3 separate regions of the Danio rerio genome follow, and regions 1 and 2 are each linked to region 3. Evidence: chromatin contacts called from public Hi-C data. All regions are on one chromosome and are shown on one strand. The core of a region is the stretch at or near the end of the contact, and the rest is flanking DNA. Distances in the headings are between cores, read along the strand shown. Region 1 holds the start of zdhhc14 (zDHHC palmitoyltransferase 14). Region 2 overlaps arid1b (AT-rich interactive domain 1B). Region 3 holds the start of si:dkey-60a16.1.

Region 1 (2,866 bases), core at 243-2,742, 190 kb before region 3:
TAGTTTGATTGGTGTCCAACAGTGTGTGGCTTCATTGTAACACCCTGTTACCATTAACCCCGCTGTGTCATGTTTACTCAAAACTGGCTAGCAGTCACTGTGTTTTACATCTTTCAAAATGGTTTAATCTTTTAGCCAGGAAGATGGTGATCACAAAATAATATTTAAAAAATTTTAAAAATTAAAAAACATTAAGTATATTAAAAAATACTTTTATGCTGCAGAAAAAGGTTTATCCTTTGTTTCTCATTCAAATTTCGCCAAACCTTTTCAATAATTGGCAGAAAGACGTCTGCCGACATTGTGGTGAAAACCACGGAAGCATACCATGATTAACCCTGAGCACATAACTTAAAACTAACATTTATTCCTGCGTTACTTTGTGCCCCACGCTCCCCTACTGCCCCAAAATATTTTTAATCTTTCAAAATATGAAATATAATGGTAACACTTTACAATAAGGTTCATTAGTTAATGCATTTACTAACATGAACTAATCATGAACAACACTTGTACAGCATTTATAAATCATAATTGAACATTTACTAATGCATTATTAACATCCAAGTCCATGCTAGTTAACATTAGTTAATGCAACATGAGTTAACATGAACTAACAATGAACTACTGTATTTTCATTTACTAACGTTAACTAACATGAACAAATACTGTAGTAAATGTATTGTTCATTGTTTGTTCATGTTAGTAAATGCACTAATAAATATTAACTAATGAACCATATTGTAAAGTTTAACCAATATAATGAGTTCAAATGGGAAAAAATGTGTTGTTTTTTTACCCAGACATTTAAAAACAATGTACTTTAGAACAGTAATCACAATACCGTGATACCGTGAAACCGTGATATTGCTAGGTTATCATACCGTCAGAGTCTTATACCGGCCCATGCCTAGAGATGTTTACCCAGAAATGAACATTTCCTCACATATACTCACACTCAATTGGTTCTAAACTTTTATGAGTGTCTTTCTTCTGTTGAATAAAAAAGACAGAAGGTTGAAAAAAAGTGGCCATTGACTTCCTTAGTACTTGTTTTTCCTACTATGGCTGTCGATGGCTTCCAACATGCTTCAGGACATCTTGTTTTGTGTTCAAGTTTAGAACCACTTGAGTGTAACTGCTGAGGATATTAAAATTTGTATTCCCTTAATAACATGATTATAATAACATAACACCATGTTTGGCAGTGTCTGGGGCAGAGGAGAGTTCTCCAATGGGTCAGTTACTTACTCAAAAGCAAAGAAGAGGCCACTGGTCACCAAGATAAGAACCATGGTAAGGTAGAAGACCCCAGTTTGCTTCGCCATCATGATTCGGCCGTTGCAGTAAAACCTATTTCGGCCAGGGAAAACCTGCCATTTCCGTTTGTTCTTCTTCTTCTTGATGTGCGGAGTGTCCATGGGCGAGGAGTTGTGCGTGCAGATCTGATTGTACTGGCACTCCCGGATGGGCTCCTCGACCCCAAGATGCATGTTCCAACTAGCAATAAAACAAACTTCCAAACAACACGAGTGAATTAGCAACGCAAACCTCCACAAGGAACTAACGAGAGAGCTGGAACTTGTAGAAACATCTCTTGAGCTGATGGAGGAAGCATTACACAACCCAGTCAAAGAAAAGCGTGCAACTGTAACCAAGGAACCATTTTCTTAGCTCCATGTTTTACGGAAATCGACAACGGTTCGATCGCATCACGATTAAAAGAGCTGCTAATGTTTAAATCCGAGATGATGGGGGGGAAATAAGATCCGAGTGTTGGGTCAGCATGTTTGTTTGGATAAACTCCTTCATTGCAGATGTCTATCCTCAACACAACAACAGGATGCGCTCCAGGACGCGGAGGCATGTGGACATCATGCCCAGAAATGTCGCTTTGTATGCGGGCGTCTCAAAAGATTGTAACTCCGCCGGTTCGGTTCACAAGGAGCGCTCAGAAAAAACCAAATCGACTCAAAAAAATAATAATAACAAGTGGGATTTAATGTATTAAACGCCCTTCCGATGTCCTCGTAATTCCGTTCGTGAGAGGGTCTTTATTGCATCAACGCCTACTAAACATAGTCCTGACTGCGCACGTAGAACATTACAACACCAAACTAACACAGAGGAGGGTGTTTAATCATCTGTGGCGATGATGATGGAGGAAGAGAGAGAGAGAGAGAGGAAGGCTTGTAGTGCGCAGGATGTGGATGGAACAGATCACCGCGTGAACTGCATGAGCTCACGGCACACGATGACCCTATACACAGCGGCGCCGTCTCAAATCAGACTGAGCTCTCTGTGTAGACAGCACATTTCAGTTGGGTGTATTAAAAACAAAGTGAGCTGGCTTTAAAGTCACTTTATTTTGCGGCATGTGTCTCAGAACTCAGTTGATAGTATACATCACGTTTGGGGTTGCAAAACCTAGCGGCTAATCAGCATTTTCAATTTTAAACAATCTTCATTTTGATTTTGGGACTTAAAATTATTTAGATTTTATATTATTTAATATTATGTTTATTTTAAAATATTGAATATAAACAGCATTTTACCAACACACTACGAATCTCTATGAATCAGTTTATTGTTTTAATTTTCAATAAATATGACAAAATGTAACATAATAAAGCCTCAAACATAAACTACAATGTATTATTATTATTATTATTATTATTATTATAATTATTATTATTTAAAGTATATTACAAAAATATCCAGAATATCACTTCTCTCAGTATGTGATGTGCCGAATGCCGTCTAGTCTAGGTAGGCACTAGGCGGCTCACTCAGTTTTCAAACACAGCCAATGTGATCGTCGGAATCTCAGTCTTCCTCTCAATTCAATCGATTTCCCTAACATTTC
Region 2 (2,700 bases), core at 189-2,688, 160 kb before region 3:
ATTTAACTATATTAAGAAAAAAAGCCTTTCTTGGTGTTCTTTGAGCCTACATTCAGTATGAGTAAAGTAAGTTCTTTTAAAATCGGATACTTTAATACGGAACCCCGGAAGGGACGTAGTGGAGGAAAAAAAAATTGGCTGGGTGAAAAAAAAATAATGGGTGAAAAAAAAAAATGGGTGGGAGGAAAATATATATTTCTAAGTTTTTGCGTTCTCTCGCAAAGTTTTGCGTTCCCTCGCAAAGATGTTTTGCGTTATCTCGCAAAGATGTTTTGCGTTCCCTCGCAAAGTTTTGCGTTATCTCGCAAAGATGTTTTGCGTTCTCTCGCAAAGATGTTTTATATATAATATTCCCGTATTTTACCATTCTACCCCACTTTCTTTACATTACTGTGCATATGCTACCTCTGAACCAGTGAATGCATGTGTAAGCGCTGACTGACGCGCTTACAATAAACTGATCCCAGATCAGCGTCTGTACACGCCATTTACAGAGGAGCGGGTGTATGTTTAAACAGACAAATACACTGAATAATATGAAACATCTCCGTCCTCTCCGCATGTTTTATTTTAAACAGCTTATTTACTCTTAAATGAGCACAAACAGTTTCTAAAGTAATGGACTGCTTTCATTATAGATCTGTGCATTCTTACAGAGACACCTCTGTTATCAAACTAAACAAAACATGAGATTCATTTGCTGCTCACTTGTTTGATAACAGAAGTGTCCCTTTAAATGGCGCGTACAGACGATGATCTGGGATCAGTTTATTGTACGAAGCGCGTCTGTCAGTCAGCGCTTAAACATGCATTCACTGGTTCAGAGGTTGCAAAGTGAAAGGCGACGATCAGCGCACAGTAATGTAAAGAAAGTGGGATAGAATGATAAAATATGGGAGAATTTCAGCAAAAACGGGAGGGTTTACGTGAGTGCAGTGAACGGGAAGTGTTTGTGGAGAAACAGTTTTGTGAGAGAACGCAAAACATCTTTGCGAGGGAACGCAAAACATCTTTGCGAGGGAACGCAAAACATCAGATAACGCAAAACTTTGCGAGAGAACGCAAAACATCTTTGCGAGGGAACGCAAAACTTTGTGAGAGAACGCAAAAACTTAGAAATATATATTTTCCTCCCACCAATTTTTTTTCTTTTACCCATTATTTTTTTTTACTCAGCCAATTTTTTTCTCCTCCACTACGTCCCTTCCGGGGTTCCGTACTTTAATACTTTTACTCAAGTCTTGAGTGACTTGTAATGTAGTAATTGTTACAGTAAGGTATCTCTACTTTTACTCAAGTATAGTTTTCAGGTACTCTTTACACCTCTGCTTTTTACAGCGTAGCAAGTAAACAAGATCAATTGAATTCCTGCTGCTTTTACCCTGCAGACACTAGATGGCAGCCGTGCTCAATAAATCCTGAACATGTGGCTTTAATAAACTGAGCACAGTGAGGCAGCAGTGAGCAGCTGAAAAAAAACAACAACTGTCCAATCTATCAACCACAACATCATACCTTTCCTAGCAGCTCCGAAGGGATCCTTACTAGTGTCAAACTGCATTCTAGAGGTAGCATCTCCGCTGCCTCCATGCATGGGACCTCGCTTCTGAAAGGCTGGGTCACTGCCTTCTGAGAACGGATCTTGCACGCTAATACCACTGTTTCTAAAGTAGCAAACAAGGACAAAACAAATCAATACACGCAAACGAATTCATGAGATACTTCAATATAATCCATGAATTCCGCCAACCTGACGGCAGGCTGAGGGGTGACTTGTCCGTGCGGTGTGGTAGCGGGTGTTGGCGGCTTTAGGTCCCCTGGCATCTCTGTCATGGTGCTGCTGCCTGTAGATTGAGGAGTCTGCGGCCCCTGAAGAGAGCCTGAGTTTGCTGTTGGACAGATAGAAAAGGAGTACATCAGGGCTGAGCAAATGTACTGTTTAGGCATAGACGTAACAATAGTCACATGCCAGGATTCGCCATGTCAAGCGTTCTTGCGAATTCTGTGTAATTTAGTAAAAAAATTAAGGATTTGTGTGGGGTTACTAAAAAAGAATCACCTTTTAGCTTGTAAATAAGGTTTACAATACAAACACAATTAGATGCACTTGTTTGGTAAACAAAGCAAGTCTTTCATATGATAGAATCTACTAAAAGAAAGAAAACATTACAAACCATGTTGTAAATAAATCGTATACACATTTGCATATTATTCAGTACCGAAATAGGGTATATGGCAAAGCATGCTAATAGGACTTTTAATTTGCCTGTAACCTGGGTTAATCGCTTCCGGTTAACTGTATGCTAATGCAAAATTGACGCGTTTAAGATCTGTTATCTTTAAAAATCAGCGATCTCCACTGGCTGAGTGATATCTGATATAAACTGGACTCAGATTGTACAAGAAGCACCGCATTAAATTACATTTCCCCGCCATGTCTTTAAATATGAACATTTAATTTACCCCAGTATATTCAGTGGAGCTTCTGCGCTATCCTGCCGATTCTGACGGGTGCGTGCGAGTAAACGTCTTTTTGTCTTGTTTTACGCTTGAGTAACTAAATAATGCCAAAGTCTGTTTAACTGATTGTATCTTAATTACATCACAACATCGATGCGGTAAAAGGAACCGTATAAAAAGGAAAAAAACTCACAATAACAGGTCACCAGATGTTTATCAGTATGGGATAAACACTAGCTC
Region 3 (2,943 bases), core at 169-2,668:
ACTTTATTATATTACAAACGTTCTTTTTTTAAAACGTTTAAAACTTATAAAAATCACAGAGAGTTGGCACAAATATTTGAATCCCAGTTTATTGGCAAAAAATGTTCTGTGACCGTGTGTAAACATGCTATTGTAGAAACATGGTGCCTGTCAATCAATTCAGTGAGCAGGGAAAATTGCATTTCTACAGCACGTTGCAATAGGCCTCAAAATCTCTAGGATTTGGGTCCTATTTTATGGTCAGGAAATTTTTTAAAAAGACTTGTTGTGTTTATATCACTCCAATATGACTGTGGACAGACTATATCTGCACACAGTCCTTTCCAAACAGCCTACAAACGTTGATTTTCATCATTAAAGTGCAATTTGAAGGCTTACCTACAGGTTAACTATGCAAGTTAATTAGTCAAGATGCTAGACGTTTTGATGTCTGTAACTAGAATTTTACAGGGGCTAATAATATTGACTGTTTGTACTTTATTTTTTATATATTATTATACCACCCAAAAAGTGCACCTATGGTGAAAAAAAAACGTTTCAAGCTGTTTGGACACACATATGTGTTGGTATAGTGTATAGACCGTCATATTGGGGTGATATAGACACACCCAGTCCTTTTTTTTTCAATTTAACAATATAAAACGGTGGACCAATTGGATCGGTTTTCAGGCCGACCGCAACTTGATGTAGGAGTGCGGTCCCCCTGCCCAGCGAATTGATTGACAGCTGCGTATTAACATGTCCCGGTAGTCACGTGTATAATCATATCAACAAGACGGGACGTGCGCAAAATAAAAGGTCTGTTCAGTTTGCTAGGATCATTAATCATCATCAAATGTGATCAAGAGTGAGTTTCACAAGTTTGAAATGTTTCAAAACAGTGCACGTGTGTAATGAATTACAGCGATTTAAAGGTTTTAGCTGGTCATCTCCCAGCCTGACCAGCTAAGACCAGGCTGGAAATGGCTGGAAACCATCCTGGAAGTGGCCAAAACCCCTCTGAGACCAGCCTGGTCGACCAGCTAAAACCAGCCTAGGCTGGTTTAAGCTGTTTTTTTCAGTATGGATATTGTACTATTTATCCTGCCCTTTCTCTAAAGCTGCTTTGAAGCCACTATTAGACACACGTGCTACAGAAATAAAGATGACTTGACATTTTTCAATCTGCTGTTCAAAAACGGTAAAAGATATTGGTAAAAATCAGCTTGCTGTTTTTGTGTAACGCAGAACATGACACAATGCTAACTTTTAAGCAGTACTGCCATCTTGTGGGGTTTCACAGCATAATTTTAAATATAACCCAGCAAATATTACTTTCTCCTGATGGAGTAAGAGGAAAATAGTACAGAAGAGGGCAGTAATGATACAAACAGGATGCCAGCTGCCGTTAAAACCTAAAGAAGAAGATGAAGAAGGACACTAGTTTACTTCCGCCGATCGTACTAAATGTGTTAATGCTTCATGTCAAAGACCATAGAATACCTTAAAGGGACTTTGTTCATTTAGTAAAGCGTGTTTATGTTCGCGTCGAGTACATAACCATGACGTGTAAGCGTTCGAAAACGACGTTTCAAAGACGGGAGCGCAGTAGCAAGTTCCACTGCTGTGTCCCGCAATGTACAGCATCTTCCAAGTTCAACTCAGTCCTCAGTTTCCACACGTTTCCCAAAGACAAAGATGCGCAGGAGAGGTGGGTGGTTAATATTCGACGGGACAATTTTAAAGTTACCCCAAAGAAACGGGTGTGTAGCCGACATTTCAAATGCAGCGACCTGATCGAGCCTTTAACTTCAGTTGGACACAGGCGTTTGGAGAAAGGAGCCATCCCGGTGCTTTTTCACTGGAACAACTTCACCGCCCCAGCCGAACAGCCTGCAGTTTTGGAAAGGATAAAAACAGACCAACTGCATAGTGATGATGATGACCCTTCTATGGATGCGATTGCTCACACTTCTCACCTTGATTCCATCCCCACCTCTGCAGCTCGAGACCACACTGAGGATCTACTTGTGGAAATTGCGAGTCTCCGAAAACACATAGAGGAGATTTCCCTGAGCAGCAGGTTTTGTTTGGAGAGGTTCGCCGCATCCGATGATGACATTAGGTTTTACACCAGGTAGGCTGACGATGTCAACAGTACGGTTTTGACATACTTTCTCCATCATATAACAATAAAAAATAAACAATTGTTTCAGTCTTAACACAATATATCCCCATAGAGGGAAATATTATTGGAATAAAAAAAATTATTGATATTAATTGGAATGCTACCTGGTCAATACCCATTAAATTTAGCCTTTTTTAAATAAAGTTAAAGGAGTGGACTTTAAAATACTTCACAAAATGAATCCTTGTAAATTACTTTATATAAATTCATGAATATTAATAATGCTTGCACATTTTGTAATATACATGAGGATTAGCTATCTTTTGTATAACTGTGATGTCTCTTAAATTTTGGAATGATGCTAGAGACGTGCTATTTGGGCAAAGAAATGTTAATGACAGGCTCTCTTTAAAACATGTAATTTGCACTTTTTCCACACACAAAAAGAACATTCGAGTCTGTTGTTAACTTCTACATCTTACAAGGTAAATATGTTATTCATGAACAGAAATTTGCAAAATTTACACCAAAATGTAATATCTTTTTATTAGAAATGGAAACTTTGAAAAAGTCTCTAATGCAAATTAAAAACAAAATATTTGATTTAATGTTAGATTTCATGATTTTTCTCTGGTACTGATCCCCCGCTGTAGTCTGATTGTATACTAAGTTATTATTTTTGTTTCTATGTATATAAGTATTTTTCAATACTTTTTTTTTTCAATACTTTTTTTTCCTCAGATATATCTGCTTATAGGGCGGCAGAAAAGAGGACCGCGACACCTCACTTGTGACATAACCGGTCACTTTCGTTTTCACATTGGGATTGAGGGCAG

What was found. A called contact is a pair of places that touch in the nucleus more often than the background predicts.
Region 1: a contact with region 3 is called in a Hi-C map of hematopoietic stem cells, with 5 times the contacts expected there. The contact joins the promoter of zdhhc14 here to the promoter of si:dkey-60a16.1 in region 3. A contact is called at or near these places in 2 of 18 Hi-C or Micro-C datasets (hematopoietic stem cells and an unstated tissue) and 1 of 4 datasets of contacts at active chromatin or transcription factors (caudal fin).
Region 2: a Hi-C map of skeletal muscle shows a contact between it and region 3, with 7 times the contacts expected there. The contact joins the enhancer-like site here to the promoter of si:dkey-60a16.1 in region 3. A contact is called at or near these places in 9 of 18 Hi-C or Micro-C datasets (caudal fin, embryo, fibroblasts and 3 more) and 4 of 4 datasets of contacts at active chromatin or transcription factors (caudal fin, embryo, gastrula embryo and 1 more).

Annotation. Positions count from the first base shown.
Region 1 is chr20:5,026,766-5,029,631 of GRCz12tu, forward strand. It overlaps zdhhc14 (zDHHC palmitoyltransferase 14), which reads right to left and starts at 1,493. Exons shown (of 10, transcript NM_001045187.1): 1 at 1,252-1,493. The coding sequence starts at 1,493.
Region 2 is chr20:5,057,158-5,059,857 of GRCz12tu, forward strand. It overlaps arid1b (AT-rich interactive domain 1B), which reads right to left. Exons shown (of 20, transcript NM_001346215.1): 14 at 1,751-1,889; 15 at 1,516-1,664. Among named protein-coding and RNA genes, the nearest start is that of tmem242, 29 kb to the left of the region's middle. Within about 2 kb of position 1,439, at least 7 of the 62 cell types and tissues checked have an H3K27ac peak or open chromatin away from gene starts, as enhancers often do.
Region 3 is chr20:5,215,023-5,217,965 of GRCz12tu, forward strand. It overlaps si:dkey-60a16.1, which reads left to right and starts at 1,419. Exons shown (of 5, transcript XR_012396312.1): 1 at 1,419-1,690; 2 at 1,795-2,116.